Linked DNA regions of Mus musculus: region 1 is linked to region 2. Evidence: chromatin contacts called from public HiChIP or PLAC-seq data. All regions are on one chromosome and are shown on one strand. The core of a region is the stretch at or near the end of the contact, and the rest is flanking DNA. Distances in the headings are between cores, read along the strand shown.

What was found. HiChIP or PLAC-seq counts read pairs in DNA pulled down with a chosen protein or histone mark.
Region 1: a contact with region 2 is called in an H3K27ac HiChIP or PLAC-seq map of microglia, with 4 times the contacts expected there. The contact joins two enhancer-like sites. A contact is called at or near these places in 1 of 39 promoter capture datasets (the C10 cell line), 1 of 484 Hi-C or Micro-C datasets (bone marrow-derived macrophages), 9 of 115 datasets of contacts at active chromatin or transcription factors (the HPC-7 cell line, bone marrow-derived macrophages, embryonic stem cells and 5 more) and 3 of 9 other capture datasets (adipose tissue, liver and pancreatic islet).

Annotation. Positions count from the first base shown.
Region 1 is chr17:65,795,337-65,800,148 of GRCm38.p6, reverse strand. The region is part of intron 2 of Ppp4r1 (protein phosphatase 4, regulatory subunit 1); the gene reads right to left. Among named protein-coding and RNA genes, the nearest start is that of Ppp4r1, 14 kb to the right of the region's middle. Within about 2 kb of position 1,503, at least 15 of the 459 cell types and tissues checked have an H3K27ac peak or open chromatin away from gene starts, as enhancers often do. A contact at or near this core is called in microglia, where this site is marked.
Region 2 is chr17:65,673,228-65,677,455 of GRCm38.p6, reverse strand. All of the region lies in intron 5 of Rab31 (RAB31, member RAS oncogene family), which reads left to right. Among named protein-coding and RNA genes, the nearest start is that of Gm35477, 33 kb to the right of the region's middle. Within about 2 kb of position 2,690, at least 80 of the 459 cell types and tissues checked have an H3K27ac peak or open chromatin away from gene starts, as enhancers often do. A contact at or near this core is called in microglia, where this site is marked.

The DNA of each region.
Region 1 (4,812 bases), core at 254-2,753, 120 kb before region 2:
TCATCGTGAACTAAAGAACTGTAGAAGCCACTGGACACTTATTTGCCGTCAGTCTTCCCCTTCATACTGTCAGGCTGCTGAGCTGGCATGGTCTTGTCAGGCACCTTATGCAGGCTCTAGAATTCTATGACTATGACCAAACTGTTTCATCAGAGTCTCACATGGGTTCACAGATAAACATGATTCTGGTTCATAAAAGGTGGGAAAAGCAGGGAAGACTCTGGTAGCAGCTATTGTTAAACGTCACTGCGCTTAAGACCAGCATGGAGAATTATCTAAAATGCACATTCCTAGATCATATACTCAGATATTGATTATGCAAGTCTAGAATGAGGCCTATAGACATCTATTTTGATAAATATCCTTGTTAATTTAAATGTAGACATACATCAAACAGCCACATCTGAAAGGCACACCCTTAGAGGATTACAGAGCCATATCTGCTCCTATCTTTTATCATCCTTCTATCAGTCACGGGGGGCCACATGTCCATAAAAAGGGTGCTCCCTCCCCTCTGGCACAGACACTGATGGAAGGCTCACTTCTACATCTACTATTGTGGCCCCAGGAAGGGTGTCACTCTGGCCTGAGTTATCTTCCCTAGTCTATTTAAAGGTCCCCACCCCAACCCCACACTCAACTTTTCAAACAGGATCTCACTCTGTGCCCCAGCTGGCCTAACCCACAGTCCTCCTGCCTCAGCATTCTAAATACTGGAATTGTAAGCATGTTACCACACCTACTTTTTCATCCATTCTTGACTATAGATTTCATCTTAATGAAGACCATAAAGCTTTGACTACAGATGACTTAAAACTGACTTAAATCTTACCCTGCCCACACTGCAAATGCTCTTGCCACAGGTTATAATGAGAAACTCAGTCAAGGCTAGTCTGCTCTACAACATGGCAGAACTATACAGAGAAACCTTGTCTCAAAAAAAAAAAAAAAAAAAAAAACCAAACCCATAATACAAGCAGAGAACATATGATATATGTATGCATATATCTATGTCATATGTAATAGACACATACGAAAATGTCACTAAAATTGTTTAAAACCTATCACTGCTGCTGAAAAAAAAGTCTGTACATATGTGTGTATATATATACACACTCACACAGACACACACACCATATATACACAGTACTGGTATCTTTAAATAAAACAACATTGCAGGGCAGAGGTGGCACATGTCTTTAATCCCAGCACTTGGGAGGCAGAGGTAGGCAAATTTCTGAGTTCAAGGCCAGCCTGATCTACAGAGTAAGTTTCAGGACAGCCAGGGCTACACAGAGAAACCTTGTCTTAAAAAAAACAAAACAAACAAAAAAAAACAATAACAACCTCCCGCCCCAGCATCAAGGTGTTATGTAAATGCAAAGGTTAGGTTTACTACAAGGTTTTTACAGCTTATTGAAGTAGCACACTAAGTTTCTATCATAGCATGTACAGGGGCATGTGCCTGTGGGTATATATGCAGGTGTCACAGCACATGTGATACAAGTCAGTTCTCTCCTTCCACCACGTGGGTTCTGACTGGGACTCGGGGTGTCAGGAAGTGTCTTACCCAGAAGCCCTCTCTGACCGTTTTGTTTAAAGTGCTGGAAGTTCCAGGCCTCAATCCCAGGAGGCAAGCACTAAGCTATACTCAGCCTAGTACCTTACCTCTCAATTGAAGATAACACAAATTAAAGAAGAAAATTACAATTCTGGGAATAATCTTTGAAACATACAAAAAGGTATAACCAGAGAAAAACACAGGAATAAAAATGGATTTATCAGAAAATACTTAATATGAAAGGAACTTAGGAAAGGAGTAAGCAAAAAGTAATAAAACAAACAGAAAAATACCAGCCCTAAGTCCAACAAGCAACCATCACTCCACCTAAAAATGGACTATATTAGTTAAAGGAATAGATTACCAGGCAAGGGCAGCGCTGGGCTACTGTCTGTTAACCAGAGCCTCTTTCTTTCCTTTCTCTTTTTTGAGACCATCTCGCCATGTAAGCCAGCTGATCTCAAACTTAACTATGTACAGACTGCCCTGGGGGTCCCAGCACTTGGGAGGCTGAGGCAGGAGGGTTATGAGGTTGAGGCCGAGGCAGGAGGGTTATGAGGTTGAGGCCAACCGGGGCTAAATGTGTTCTAACCATAGAGTGGAATCTCGATGGGAACCTAGCCATTCCTAGTTCTAAGCCCACTGAAAACTGCTGCCCACTGTAAGTTAAATTAAGCACATACATCCTTCTAATCCTGGATCATGAAGAGACTTTCTGTTCACAATGGAACACTTCTCTGTATAAAAACACAAAGTTACAAACAGCACCCACCCCCTGCTGACTCCCACCTCCCTACACACAAAAGAAATACAAAGTAGTTGAAAACAACCTAATCTTCAGCTTTTTAAGAAAAGTAGTCTCTAAAATATAAAAGTTAAAAACTGAGAAAGAAGTGGGAAATCTAAACCAGGCCTAGGCTCATCTCTCGTGCTCTGCTACGTATAAGCTACCTAGCTCGACTAGACCAATTGTTTAATTAGAGTAGTGTTTATCATTTACAGAGTGGCCCAACTGTGTCTTGTACTTACAATGATCCTCCCTGATTGGGAATACAGGTGTGCAACACCACACTGAGCTGCCAAGACTGTCAGGCACCAACAATGACATTCCTTGGCTATAAAGTGTCTGACAGAGCCCATCAACAGACTTCCCCACTCCACAACTCTGCTTTTGGAACTGTTTCTAGAGATTGAATTTTCAATGTTCCTTCTGTGTTAAGTTTCCATTTATCCTATGAAACCAGCAAGTAGAATAGGACCTACACTATATAGTGGCAGGGAGGGACCAACTGATTTTTAAAAACAGGCATAAAGGTATACCTGAGGTACACAGCTAAAAATGCACATGTGCACATGGGCACCCACAAACTCTTCTAGAAGGCTTGATACGGAAATGAAGCCCTTTCTTGGTGGAAGATGTGATTGGAGCCTGAGAAACAGAATAGAGAAGTCCTTCTTAGCAAAAAATCCAAAAGATGATGCTCATTTTAAACACAGACAGTGTGAGGCGGAGGAGGTAGGTGGGGCTCCGAGCTGAAGGCCAGCCTGGTCTATCTAGTGAGTTCCAGGATACTATGTAAAGACCCAGACAGCCAACACCAAGCTAGCCCAAACCTGCCTCAGTGCAAAAGCCTGAGATGTCAAATCTGCAGCTATTGTCAGCACAGAAGTGAGAGGTGCCCATTCTCAGTTGTGTAAAGAAACTGACACAGAAGAAATACACTCAGCAAAAAAAATAAAATAAAATAAAATCACACACAGGGAGGCGATTCGTTTTAATATTATTGCACTGTGTGTAAATACTTTCCTAGTTGATCTGGTGGGTGTGCTCAAATCATTAATTTGAATCTGGAATGAGTTCATATTACCCACTCTCATGGATCACTTAAAGGCATCCTGTCCTCTAAATAAATGGTCCTTCTCAAAAAAGGAAGAAATCCACTCAGCAAGCAATTTTACACAGTTTCTTCTTCCTTTGTGATCACTTTCCGTTCTTACCACAGAATTTTGTCCCAATATGCTTTTATGCTTACAATTTTGTTTCTTGAGCCTGGCGTGGTAGCGCACGCCTTTAATCCCAGGCAGGCGAATTTCTGAGCTCGAGGCCAGCCTGGTCTACAAAGTGAGTTCCAGGACAGCCAGAGCTATACAGAGAAACCCTGTCTCAAAAAATCAAAACCAAACCAAAACAACAACAAAAAAAAAGATTTTGTTTCTTGGTAACAAAGAGAAGCCTAAAATGTGAAGTTCTGGGCTGAAGAGAAGACTAGGGCTCAGCTGCTTGCCACGCTGAGATTCCCGAGCACGCGCACAAAGCCAGTGCAGTCACTGTCATCTGTCACCACGGTGCTGAGCGGGGCGGCTGCTAGCCAGCCAGTCAACAGTGAGACCCAGGTTTAGTGGGAAATCTCACCTCAGAAAATCTCCACACACTTGCATACATGCACAAACATGCATAGAATACCAACACACAGACAGACACACACACACAATTTGTATTTTCTTTAATCATGCAACTTAAAATATTTTAGTTTTCATTATTGCTCTTTATTAATGTTGATCATCAAGCCGGGCGTGGTGGCGCACGCCTTTAATCCCAGCACTCGGGAGGCAGAGGCAGGCGAATTTCTGAGTTCGAGGCCAGCCTGGTCTACAGAGTGAGTTCCAGGACAGCCAGGGCTACACCGAGAAACCCTGTCTCGAAAAACCAAAAAAAAAAAAAAAATGTTGACCATTACAATCAGTAAATAATTTTCTATTGAAAAGCCAATGGAAATCTTAAAAAACAAAACAAAACAAAAAAGCAAGGGGCTGGAGAGACGGTTCAGTGGTTAAGAGCACTGACTGCTCTTCCAGAGGACCTGAGTTCAATTCCCAGAAACCACATGGTAGCTCACAACCATCCGTAATGGGACCTGATGCCCTCTTTTGGTATCTGAAGACAGCCACAGTGTACTCACATACATACATAAAAACAAAAACAAACAAACCCTAAGAAAAGGCAACGATTTTTGTCAACATGACACAAACTGAGTCAACGGAGAAGAAGCAACTCTATTCAAAATGCATTCGTTTCCCGGACAGGGCTGACTGTATGATTAGGTGTGGAACACTTTATTAGCAATTGTTTACATTTGAAGACCAGAAAAAGCAGTAGTAAGAATGCAGACCCTGAGCCTGAGAAACGGAGAAGCAGTAAAGAACACGTTTTCTCTCCTAGAGGCCCAAACTCAGTTCCCAGCACCATCTTC
Region 2 (4,228 bases), core at 1,441-3,940:
CCCATATGTATGTATGTATGTATGTATGTATATGTATGTATGTATGTATGTATGTATGTGTACCACATCAGTGTCTTTGCCCATGAAGTCAGAAGACGACATCAGATTCCCTGGAACTGAAGTTACTAATGGTTGGTGAGCCACCACGTGGGTGCCGGGAACTGAACCCAGATCCTTTCCACGAGCCTGAAGTGTTCTTAGCCACTGAGATATCTCTCTAGACCCTCCAGGATAAAATCTTGATGGCAGGTTTGTTTTTTATTTTAACTTGCATTTTCTCTGTCTACTTCTCATCTGGTCAGCAGGCTAAAAACAAAATATTAATATATAACATTATATATTAATATACAACATAATTACTATATAAAATTAATATATTAATAATATACAATATGCTAATCATATATAATACAAGGTGGTATGTGTGTGTGATGTGGGTTCAGATATTGCTCTGTTCCTGCCCATATGAGTCTCACCCTGAACCCAGAACTCCCCATTTTGGCCATGTTAGCTGACTGGCAAACCCCAGTAATCTACCTGTCTCTCTGTGTCCACCCTCGAGAGTTGGAGTTTCAGGCGCACCCCACAAGTGCTTTTATGTAAACAATGGTTCCACGGACTCAAGTTCTCATACTCAGACAGCAAGCGCAGGCACTGTGGCCACTGAGCTATCTTCCCAGTCCTTGAAAACACATTCATCCTCCTCATCTCAGCCTACGCTGGATGCTCACTGTGCAATAGACACAGTTATCAGTAGGTGTGCTAGTCTTCATAACCGCGCACACACAAAAGGCTCCATGTGATGAGATGAAACGCAGCCTGGGGAAGGAGCTCACCCCAGGCCCTGAGCTGGCAGGGCAGGGGACATAGCATATGACATGGTCTGTTCCAGACTCTGTGCCCCTGACTTTCATGTCACATAGTCTAAGAAAGGCAAACCAGACCCAGGGTGAGGAATGATATCCAAGCTACTGAGAGCGGGGGTTGGTTTGATTAACTCAAGACTCCGGTCTTCACACTTCTCCCTGGTAGTTCTCCAGCCTCTTCAGGACCAGCCGGAATTGGTTTGAGAAAGGAATGACTAAGTCTCTTAAGAGAGCCCTTTTTTTTTTCAGTCTTTCTTCTATTCCAAATTCTAATATTCTTCATGAGAAACCATTCATTTAAGTCTGTGGCCAAGAACCTGACACTGCCTGCTTGAATTTGACACCAGGGATTTGGCCCCAGGTGAACAGCCTTTCCTGTCAATGTTATTAAGCAGGGCAGACCTCCTGGGAACAGGAATTCTCCCCAGGGAACCCATGTGAATGGCTATAACCGGAAAGGTTTACTAAGATCAGTGTAACTGTCCAATTAGCTGTTTACATTGAAGGTGGCAATTATTCTCCCTTTTTCAAAAAGAAGTTGGTTTGAGTTTTAGTTCCTCCTTCAGGTAAATCGATCTGAGTGTCCGTAAGAGCTGAGGGTTCTACTACTTTTAGCATTGTCAAAGTGGCTTTGCATGTGTGTTACAGAACACTTATTTATTTATTTATTCATTTAATTTATTTAATGTATACGAGTACACTGTAGCTGTCTTCAGACACAGCAGAAGAGGGCATCTGATCCCATCACAGATGGCCATGAGCCACCGCGTGGTTGCTGGGGATTGAACTCAGGACCTCTGGAAGAGCAGTCAGTGCTCTTAACCACCGAGCCATCTTGCCAGCCCTACACAGACATTCCTGATCTTTGGAAAGCATCCACATTAATGGTAGTGGGTGATTAACACAGCTGGTACATCTCCTACTTGTCTGTGGAATACTGACCTCTAAGATGCTTGAATCCTATCCTCTGAAAATTCTGTTGAGTCTACCGTACCATGTTGTCATTGCTGCTGAGACAGCTTCATGCATACTTATTCAAGAGACACTGATCTAAGGATGTGAGCATTTTGCAGCACCAGGGTTCTTAGCACAGACCCTGAGAAGTTGGGTCAAATGAAGGATGCAGAACTAAGATGGGAAGGAAGTGGAGGCAGACGGGCAATCACCCCTCACTTCTTGAGTGCTGTTTGGTGCCTGGGCCTGTTCACCTCCTCTGGGTACCTTTCCTGGGCCTCAGCAAGCACTTCTCCCTAAAACCAATGGTTGTAATGCTGCACTTCATGGTGGTTATAGAGGACCAGTCAGCGGAGGACAGATCTCCCGCAGACGCAGACCCCTCAGGAGGACTCACTGTTCTAGTTGAGACCCCCTGATGTTGAGAAGACCCGTGGGTACCTGACTAGTCCTGAAGTTAGAATCAGCTGCCCTGTTGCTGGGTAACACCCTTCACAACAAAACAAAGACCCCCTGTTGGGCAGTGCAGGCCTGTTGAAATTCTAGAGCCCAGTTAGGAACACTGTGTCCTGATCTCCCTCTCCTGCTGAGAAGTCTTCCAACACAAGCGACCAACTCAGGTCTTTCTGCCTGAGTCCAAGAGACACAGAACTGGCTGCTGTCCAGAGCTTGATAAGACCCAGGCTGATAAGTTCCAGAGCTTGGGCCTTGAAGAGTCTCCCATTGGTGTTACCTTCACCTCAGAAACCTCTTCCCAGCCCTCTGGGAAGAGTGGACCAACTTGTGTCTCTTTGAGTTTCCAGTTGACCTCAGCACTAACCACACTTCCTGTTTGGTCTGAATGGCCCCTCCTGACTTCCTCCTCTTTCTGTGAACAGCAACTAAGCTGATTTGTCATCTAGCATTACAAGTAAGCCACTGACTACTTCTGAGCTAGCACACACTGTCTACCCAACATGGTTCTGTTGGGTCCTTGTACAACTGCAGACAAAATCACCTGAAGATTTCTTAAGATGCCAAGGGGTTTTGATTTCCTTTAAATTAGTTATTTACATCTCTGACTTCTTTCTCTAGGCATCTTTGTCGATTTGTTGTTTATTTGTTTGAGACTGGGACTCACTTAGCCAAGGGTAGACTCTTGAACTTTCTTGCTTTATTTTGTTCTTAAATCTTCTTTTTTTTTTTTTTTTTTTTTTTTTTTTTTGCCAGACATTGCACGTATAATGCCTGATTCTGGGGTGTCAGGCAGAAGGGTTGACACTAACTAAAAGCAAGCCTCGTCTGGCCTACATTATCAGTTCCAAGCTAGCCTGGGCTATAGGTCCAGAGTCTATCTCAAAAACTAATGGGGGGGGGGAAATAAGTACCAATGGCCTTTATAGTGTAAATATTTCAGGCTCCCACTTAAAGAAGTCTAGTGAGAAGATAATTTGATTGCAGTTACTATGAATAAGACATTCCTTCCCCAGTTCTGGTCACTCAGAGACAGAAAGAATTGTGCCAGAACTGTTGCTGTCCGAAATGGGCTGGGTCCTGCCACCCATTACTCACTGTTGGGGAAGAAGTTGGAGCTGAGTGGAGGTGAACCCCATGCTCTCTCCAGCTTAGGGGCTCACTGTGCTCAGCAGTGGGTCAGCCGAGCTCCTGGTCCATTCTGATCACAAGTGACAAGAGAACTGTCCTGAAATTCAGATCTGACCACTAGGTAGTTGTTACCAACTAAAGAAGCAAGAAGTAAGGAAAGTCAGAAGCCAGCTGTGCCAGCTGTGCCACTGGAAGCACAGCCTCTGCCAGCTGTGCCAGACATGCCACTGGATTCATGGCCTCTTCCAGCTGTGCCAGCTGTGCCATTGAAAGCACAGATCTGCCAGCTATGCCAGATGCACCATTGGATGCACAGCCTCTGCCAGCTGGGCCAGATGCACCTTTGGATACACGGCCTCTGCCTTTTCTACCTTTTCAGCCCTGCCTATTTCCTACTGGTCCATGAAGGATGGAACCTGGCCCTAAGCTCTGAATTCCAGTCTTCCTTCTGACCACTCAGCCAGCCTATAGCTGGATAACCCAGCTGTTTTAAAAGGTGTGGACTTAAATAGTCTCTTCTGAACCCGAGTAGTGCTGACATTGAAGGGACATGCAGAATATGGTCAGCTTGGGAAGAGGATGAAGGAGGGATCCCGATCTATACTTTCCAGCTTGTGACTTCTTTGTGGTTCTGTGTATAGCATGGCCTAGAAATTCTATAAGTAGTTTGTACCATTGAAGTTGACTGCCTCATGTCTGTACCTTGACCTGGACTATCTAGTTTCAGCTTAACTGTTTCAATTCCTGTCGCAATGCCCAACATATAGCAGATACTCAATATTTGTTGAAGAGTATTCGAAACACTGGATATCAGGGCTGGAGCA